2 separate regions of the Oryzias latipes genome follow, and region 2 is linked to region 1. Evidence: chromatin contacts called from public Hi-C data. All regions are on one chromosome and are shown on one strand. Each heading gives the region's core, a stretch centred on a gene start, on an enhancer-like site or on the middle of the called end of the contact. The rest is flanking DNA. Distances are from core to core; before and after follow the strand shown. Region 1 holds the start of LOC101164241. Region 2 holds the start of tyr (tyrosinase).

Region 1 (4,163 bases), core at 1,018-3,517:
CATGTAGAAAATGAAAATCTATAAATCCACAAACAGAGCAAAGACATGGCAAAAAAAAAAAAGTTTAATGAAACAGGAGAAGCTCCACTCAAAGTTGTCTTATGTTTGTTTTAACCCAAACATTTCAAAACAATTTTTTTTTTATAATCATTTATTTACGTTGCATTTTGAATAAAAACTATACTAATGGGTGTCATCCTACGTCATTGTAAACAACTGATATGATTGGGAAACACCCCGCTGAGTTTAGAGACTATTGAGGGTTAAGAAACTTGTTTTAGGAATGAAAACAATATTTACGAGGTCTCTCTGAACACTCATTCATGTATTTAAAGGGTACCCTCTATTTTTTAGGAGTAAGTGGACTCAAACTAAGGAGGGAAAAAAAGAGCCCCACACCAAAAAGCTTCAGTCAGTGGACTGGCATAAGAAAAAAAGCAACACGTTTCCTCGCTTAGTGAAACTGGCACAATTCAACCCACAATACAACTCAGTGAAACGAGTATGTATTTCATAACCTTACTCTACGGTGTAAAAAAGTTGTTTTTGTTTGCATAAAATTTGCATTCTACTTCATTGGACTGAAACTGTGTTGCACAATTACAATAAGGAAGCTCTTCCTCACTTCCTCACACAACTACCAGATTCAACTGATCTGTTTACATTTCAACAGCAACATAAACAACCTCTGTTGCTGGGTGCTACGCCCCTATCAATTAGACCATCACTCTAAACCGGGAGATGAATAACTTCTCATCTAATTATTGTCATATTTTTGCCTTTAAAGTCACGGTTGGTTATCTCGCCCTCCTCCCTGTTCTCCACGTTAAACTATGTTTGGTCATATTCTGGCTTTAACCACCATCAGTGTCTAGGCTCCGAGGTTTATATATATGGTTTATCCCAAGCAAGCAAGATGTCATCGGCACAGAACCAAACCACCAGAGACAATGGACTTATTTTATGCACATCTTTCTGTATTCCAAATGATTATAATAATATTAATAATAATAATCTTTACTCACATTCCTAAGATTTTTCCTAATAAAAGTTGTATTTATCTTAAAAATGAAAAAAAAAGTATTGCATCTGCAAAGCCCGATTTTTTTTTTTAGGATTTCATTTTGCATTCCAATGTACATGTTTCTGTTTTTCAAAATGATCCGAGATAAGCCAGGGAACTCCCACAGGAGGTAACGTAAATTACTGACAAAATCACCCCAGGCTGAGCCCTTTCCAGTTACCTCATGATAAACAATAAACCCTGAAACCAGTTAATCAGTTCAACCGCCACGAGTTTCATTAGTGATACTACGCTGTGTCAATCAAGATTAGTGCACCAAAAAAAAGGGTTTAGTATGGGAAAGACACTTTTAAACAATACAAACTTAAATACTTTCATATTTTTAATTCTGCAAGACTAAACTAAAATGTTAACCTTAAAATGAAAGAATTAAAATAGCTCTTTCTATTTCCTGTCTGAATGACTAAACACACAAAACTAGGTCACTTGGTCAAAAGAGGTTCTGTACATAAGGCTTCAGACACTTAATTCACACAACGATCAGATTAAACTGATCTGTTTACATTTCAGATGCAGCATAAACAACCTCTGTAGTAAAAAGGTAAAAAGGTGTCGGTGAATCCACTACTCTGATGAGAAACCTAGATCTGTGGTCTGCACAGCAAGCTGACAGTAATCCTTTAGATCCTGATCTAGTTTACAGGCAAGTCAAGGTTTCTGTCTGACATCAACATGAAGCCATGGTCTTTACTGTAAAACATGACTCATTTGGTTCTGGTAAAACTTCTCAAAGTGAGAGAAAACCAAAAGAAAAGAAGCTCTTACCATGATCTGCCTTGTCTGCTATCTTGCTAGAGAGAGAATGAACCTGCCTTGCTTCCTCTTAATGATACACTTTGGGGGCGGAGTCTTCCAGAAAGTGTTTCCTTATTTTCTTTCTCAATCATTTTCACTTACCAAACTACAAAACCTAATACCTTCAGGCTTTCTGAACAATCATGTTTTAGTTAGAGTAACACAAATATGTTTTCTTTTTTTTCTTCTTCCATTTTGTAGATGAGCGTATTAAGTGAGGCTTCCACAGAAGCATGTGGTTGTTTGGAATAAATGTGTGGGTGTATGAGTTCATCCATGTGACTAGTTCTTCTTCCTATTTTGATGTCACTCAACGTCAGCTCACACGCTGTGTTGGGGTTTCTCTGGAATGTGTCACTATAATGTTGACCACTGCAAAAAAAAAAAAAAATCTGCTGCTCAATGGCATTTTTATTTCCTATCTTGTGTTTGTTTTGGAATGTTTTAACACAACTGGGAAAATAAATATCAAGGAAAGGGAGAAGTATAATTTGGAAGGCAGCCATTCAGTGAGAAAGGGTTTCTGCTGTCTGACAGAAGCAAACGTCATGCGTTGATCTGTTTAGTTATCGATGTTTGCAACAAAAAAGAAGGTGAACGATCCTGCAAAGAAAGAGTAATGGTGAAAATAATTATGCTAGTAAAGCATGCAGGCAGTAACTTTCCTGTATTTTGGTTTTTATTTTGCCTCATTTTTCATGATGCACTTATCAAAAATGTTGCTTTAACCTGTAGACTCATTTTTGTTGTTGTCTGAGAACATGCCCATGCAAGCAAGCTTCCACAATCAAAACTGGACCTGTTTCGATTGACTTGTTTGTCTGCCCCCCCCCCCCCCCCTCCACACCCACACACACCCACACAAAGCAGACACACACACACATACTGTCCCTTTGCATACCTTCCTTTCAATCTACTGGTGAGTAAACTGCACTTGGCTGCTTCACCACACCTGTTTCTTATCAAATACTTCCCATCACTGCAAGAATTCTGGATTTCCTGGAGTCTTTTGCCACATTCTTGCTCTGTTTGTTCCAGAGTGAGCTAAGCCATGCGTGTTATGGTCTGTGATCATCTTTGTTGTCTCTCGGAGTGCTCAGTTTTGTTTATGCAATTCACTTATTTTTTCTGCTGGTCGTATGTACTCACACTTTTTTTAATGTTTTCTTTTGGTTTTCTTTTTAAATTCTCCCAGTTGGTTCCACAGGCACCCTTCATTTAAATATTCCTCTGATATTTTTAATTCCTCTTGAACTTGACATTGTTTTTCAAATAAATGCATTTTATAAACACTTAAATACAGTAGGAACTAAATATCATTATTTTCAGGAACTATCACTAAATACCACTTGTGACGCTGTGTGAGACTAAAGGTCACTACTGTTGACCTTTTCCTAATACTTATTTCCTCTAAGGGAAATTACATTTTAAATGATGGGAAATCTGTCAACATGGGAGTTCTTTGCATTTGTGTTCCTTGAACTTATCTTTACTATCATTTCAAGAAAGAATAAAAGGTATTTTTAACTAGAAAACTGGGATTTAGGAAATGATTGTCTTCTGAACTGCATTGTCTCACATTTACGTCTCATTTTTTTCTCCTTGGTGTCTTTTTAACCCTGAAAAAGGCAATCTGTCTAAAAAGCATGTGCAGCTTAAACACTTTAGACATGGATTTTAACAGCAAAACTTCTGTCACAGAAACGGTCACAGAAATTATTGCAAGTTCGTCGTATCAAGACCTACAAAAATTCCAACGTATTTTCTAAGCTTTAGAAAAACTCTTATGTCACAATTTAAGATACTTCCATTTTTTTTCTCGGCGATGTCAAAATATCTGTTTTTCCATCTATGTTATAGTTCACGTCAAAATAACATGAGAATTTTAGGAATTATTAAAGATTGTTTTGAGACAGTGGTTGCCGCTCACCCTGTTAAAACACACTGTATTTCCTTCAATAGCTAATATCTAAATAGTCCCAATTCAGGATTCAGTCAATAAAGTAAAAGGTTCTCCGTCACATGATAAAAAGTATATGATATGATTTGTTTTCATTGTTTATAACGTGCGCATCTGTGCAAAAGGACAAAACAAAAAAAAAACTATATTATGCATATGTTTGTCTTCTTGGAGAAGTTGGAAGTTTAAACATCCTTTTCATCCTTTATGGGGTTAGAAAAAGTTGTTATTAAATGTTATATATTAAATTCTCCTCAGAAGCTGCTGAACTTGATATGTTTAAACACAGCCAGAACTTATTTTGTAAATGTGAGATTCTGACTG
Region 2 (4,163 bases), core at 928-3,427, 290 kb before region 1:
CCTCTAAAAATGCCCCTTGACTATTGTTGTGGTCACATCATCATCTGGATGTATCTATATCTAAAAGAACATGTGCCCCGCGTGAACAAAAAAGGACCAAAGTTTTTCCACAATCTTAGGTTAAGAACAAATGATAAAGACTGTTTCCTCTCGTAAACCTTTAACTATTTCCCCTTCACTGAACACCTGCTTGTTCCTATTTTTACTGCCTTCTGTATTCTTTCTTTAATACTAAGGTCTGAAACCACAAGGAAACCGTAGATCCTTACCACAAGGTTACAACACTGCTTTCTTTCGTCAGTCCATTCAACAGATGGTATCATGTCCTTGTTTTATCAGATATGTGTGTGTGTCAGTGTATGTCTGGACAGTATATGGGGTGTGTGTCTACCCTCTAAGACGTTTCGAAAGCTGTTGTTGGCAAATCGGTCCATGGACCCAGTCTCATACTCTGGAAGACTGATGGTGAACTCTACGTCAGCGGTCGTAGGGATCCGTGGCACGCGGTTTGGATCATGGTTGCCGGGGTTACGCAACAGTGGACCTTCTGCAGTAGCGTTACACAAAGCCTCTTGGTTGTTGTACTCTTCTTGCTGGGTGCAGATTACCTAGAGGTATAAAAACAAAAATACACCAATTTTAATCATGTGTTTGGCCCACAAAAGCTTTAGTGTTGGTTATCTTCGATCATTTTTGCGTAAAATAACATTTAGTTTATTGTGAAGATCAAAACGAAGATCTCATCAGTTGTAAAAACACATGTTAAAATGCTTTTAAAGACTTTAAATTTAATGCTTTTTAAGACTTTCTGTTTTTGTTTTATTTGAAAATGTTTTGTTGTAGTTTTATAAAGCTGTTTTTTTTTTAAGCAAACCCTCTAGTTTTCTGGGGATTTTTGGGTTAAATTAAAAACATCTGAAGTGTGAAACAGAAAAAAACACAGGTTTTAGTACTTTTTTCTATTACATGCTGAAAGTTAAATTTTTAAACGGTTTTATGAATGGCTCAGAAAAGCCTAATAAAATCAGAGGCAAAGCTGTTTTCTTACCTTCCATGAGGAGAAGACAGAAGCAGGGCTGATAAGGTTTGGATTAAGGGCGTTACGTCCACCCATCAGATTATCAGTGCAGACTTCACAGGACTGGGCATCCCTCCAGTCCCAGTACGGGATGGTAAAGTTAAAATCTCCTGCGATTTTGCGTATCTCCTGCTCCCAGTGAAGCAGGTAGACTCTGTGCCAGGGGAGAAATGCAGCAGACTCGTGGGCAAAATCGATATCTCTCCAAACATTCCCAGGCCCTCCCAAGAAGGTGTCTCTGGACACGTAGTAGTGTATCCAGACAAATAGGTCGTAGGTGTTGATGTCAGAGAACATGGGGCTCTCACCGTTCTCTCCCATCTCTGCTCTTGTGCCTGTGGTGATGACGTAGTCTGGGTTGATGGTGTTTTTGGCCAGGTTTAGATAAGAGATGAACTTTTGCTGCTCAGTAGTTGACATGCTCATGATGTTCCTGCGCACTGACTCTCTGTACTCAGCACAGTTGGAGCCCCAGTAACCGAATCTGCATTCCCCACAGTTAAACCCTCCATAGTTTCCTGCACAACGACACGTCCGGTTGAAGAAAGCTAAAGGCCAGCGCTCCCTGTCATCGATCCCGCTGTGAGGGTACTGCGGCCCGTTGGGCTCGTCTGAAACCGAGACGTCTGCACAGAACCCGCGACCAGACAGGGCCCCACAGGGTGAGCCATCTCCACTCCACACTGGACAGCACTCCTTGGTTCGCAGTCCCTCTGAATTGGCACAGGGGCGAGGAAACTGGCTCCAACAAGTCTCAAAGAACTGCAGCAGAACGGCAGACAAAAAAAGACTCTTCATGATGAAAAGATTCACCCACATCTGTCCAGACCTCAGAAGGAGGAAAAGTCCTGCAGGAAAAACAACCTGCTGACCACTCTGGTGAGATAGGGCTGAAGGTTTGAAGAAGTGACAGCAGCTCAGACTTGTAGATCTGATGCTAAAAAGTTACTTTTAGAGATGCAAAAGCACAATACTTTGCCTTAAACTGCAATTAATGCAGAAGATACCCTTTAAAGTACACAGACAATGAAAAATCCCCAAATCTCTTGGTGTTTCTATATTTCAAAGTTACTTCTACTCTAACCTCCCATCTAACCAGCTCCCAGTCCTCCCTCCACCTCCTCTCTCGTAGAACCCAGCCTGCAGTCTCGGGTTCTCTCCCTACCCTTTGAGCCCCTTTGGGGGCTGTCCTCTGAAAACGTGTTAGATCTCATGCACTCAGCAACACACACAACCACACATTAATATGAGCATCACATGCTCAGGATAATACTCTTGGTTTCTTTGCTACTTTGTCTTTAGACTAGCTGACCTCTGCTCCACGGTACCTCGGGCAGAAATGGGTGTTTCTGTGGTTGTGTATCTACCATGCTTTTCCCCTCCAATCTCCACCCCCCCACCCCCCATCTGCAGTCAAGCCAGGAATTTACGCATGACCAAGTGTTCAGTAGTTACTGAATGAAGCAGACTGAGAGAGAGCCATGAGTAGAGGATAAAGAGGTCCACAACTGATAAAACTTTCTGTTTTAATCAGATTTGGGCTTTTGAAATGATGCCCCCTCTCACCTCATCATCATTTATTGCCTGAACTGAATGAGAATTTGCTACGACCAGATTATGTTCAGTAATCCATCATTTAGTGGCAGATAAATTATGTGATGGGTGGCGCAGTGCAGAACAAAATTAAATTTTAATTTAATTTTTATTGGAAAAAAATTAGCAGGATTATTTACTATGTGAAACCCACTTTCCACGAGATCAGTTGCAGTAGTGAACTGTACTTTTTGTGAATTGGCATTTTAATGTCACTGTGCCTCATTGAGGGAGTGTTTAATTTGTGGTGCTGAGTTAATATGCATTAATAGACAGAACAGTTGTTTGGAAGCAGCTTAAAAATGAACAATGATGGTCTTTGTTAAAGTGGAAATACTCAATGACAGAATGACATCATTAACCATTTCCGTTTTTTTGTGAAAAGCTTCCAGTTTCCAAAAAGCACCCTCAATAGACATCAAGCAAAGTTATCATTAAACACCCACTACGAGGAAAATTGGGTTTTTGCTGTTTTTAACCTGTTTTTGATGCCTTTTTCTCATGATGGACATCCATCCACCTCTTTTCTTAACCCGCTATATTCCTTTTGGGCTCAAGGGGTTGCTGGAGCCTATCCCAGCTACTGTTGGGCGAAGGTGGGGTCCACCCTGAACAGGTCCCCTGTCTGTCGCAGGGCCACACACTCACACACACGTATTGACATTCATATCCAGGGACAATCTAGAGTCACCGGTTATCCTTTGAAGCATGTTTTGGGACCATGGTAGAAAACCAGAGTGCTGGGATGTGAACCATGGCCTTTTAGCAGTGTCCGTATAAGGAAGCAGTGGTGAGGGATTTTGCCTCATTTTGCAATAGAATGAGGTAGGGAATTTTCTATGGGTGACGTCACACCTCGATTTGTCCATTGTTTTTACAGTGTATGGGACCAACCAGCGCAGGAAAGTGGCATGTATGCTAAACGTTATGTTAAGTGACACAGAGCATCGTTTCAGAGGGAAATTTTAACCTCTTACCTCTTGTATTTGTCCAGATGATGAAGGAAAAGTTTGTTTCAAAGAGAAAAAGTTCACAAGTCGTTTCCTAGATCGCTTTATTAAAGAAATATCCACTATTAACTCTGAACATTAAATGTGGATCAACAAACAAACATTGTCTTTCATTAAACAATAACACAATATTTTATAAACACATTTTCAGCTTGTATCAAGCAATAAGGTGAGCATTACAGAAAGACAGGCAATGAACCATTTATAAACTATAAATTTACTGTTGACATTACTGTTGATGGTAAAACAGAGCTACTGGCATGTCCATCATGCAGTCATTTAAAAGACAGATCTGTTTTACCGTCTTGCTGTTGTGACCGGAACTCCTTTTTTAGATGCCCTTTTAACGGACACCCTGCAGCCAATTAGAATTGAATATACATCCGCACCACTGCATTATAATTTACAGTTGGTCTAAATGTTATAAATAAAAAGAAATGAAAATATTAGTTAAAAAAATTCTGTTGTCAGAAACTTTAGTA

Evidence for each region. Hi-C and Micro-C count contacts between places; a contact is called where the count stands out from the background.
Region 2: a Hi-C map of embryo shows a contact between it and region 1, with 2.9 times the contacts expected there. The contact joins the promoter of tyr here to the promoter of LOC101164241 in region 1. A contact is called at or near these places in 4 of 5 Hi-C or Micro-C datasets (embryo, fibroblasts and gastrula embryo).

The regions. Positions count from the first base shown.
Region 1 is chr13:21,398,810-21,402,972 of ASM223467v1, reverse strand. LOC101164241 reads right to left here and starts at 2,267. Exons shown (of 8, transcript XM_004075804.4): 1 at 1,850-2,267. The coding sequence starts at 1,852.
Region 2 is chr13:21,693,059-21,697,221 of ASM223467v1, reverse strand. It overlaps tyr (tyrosinase), which reads right to left and starts at 2,177. Exons shown (of 6, transcript NM_001104802.1): 1 at 1,049-2,177; 2 at 392-608. The coding sequence starts at 1,876.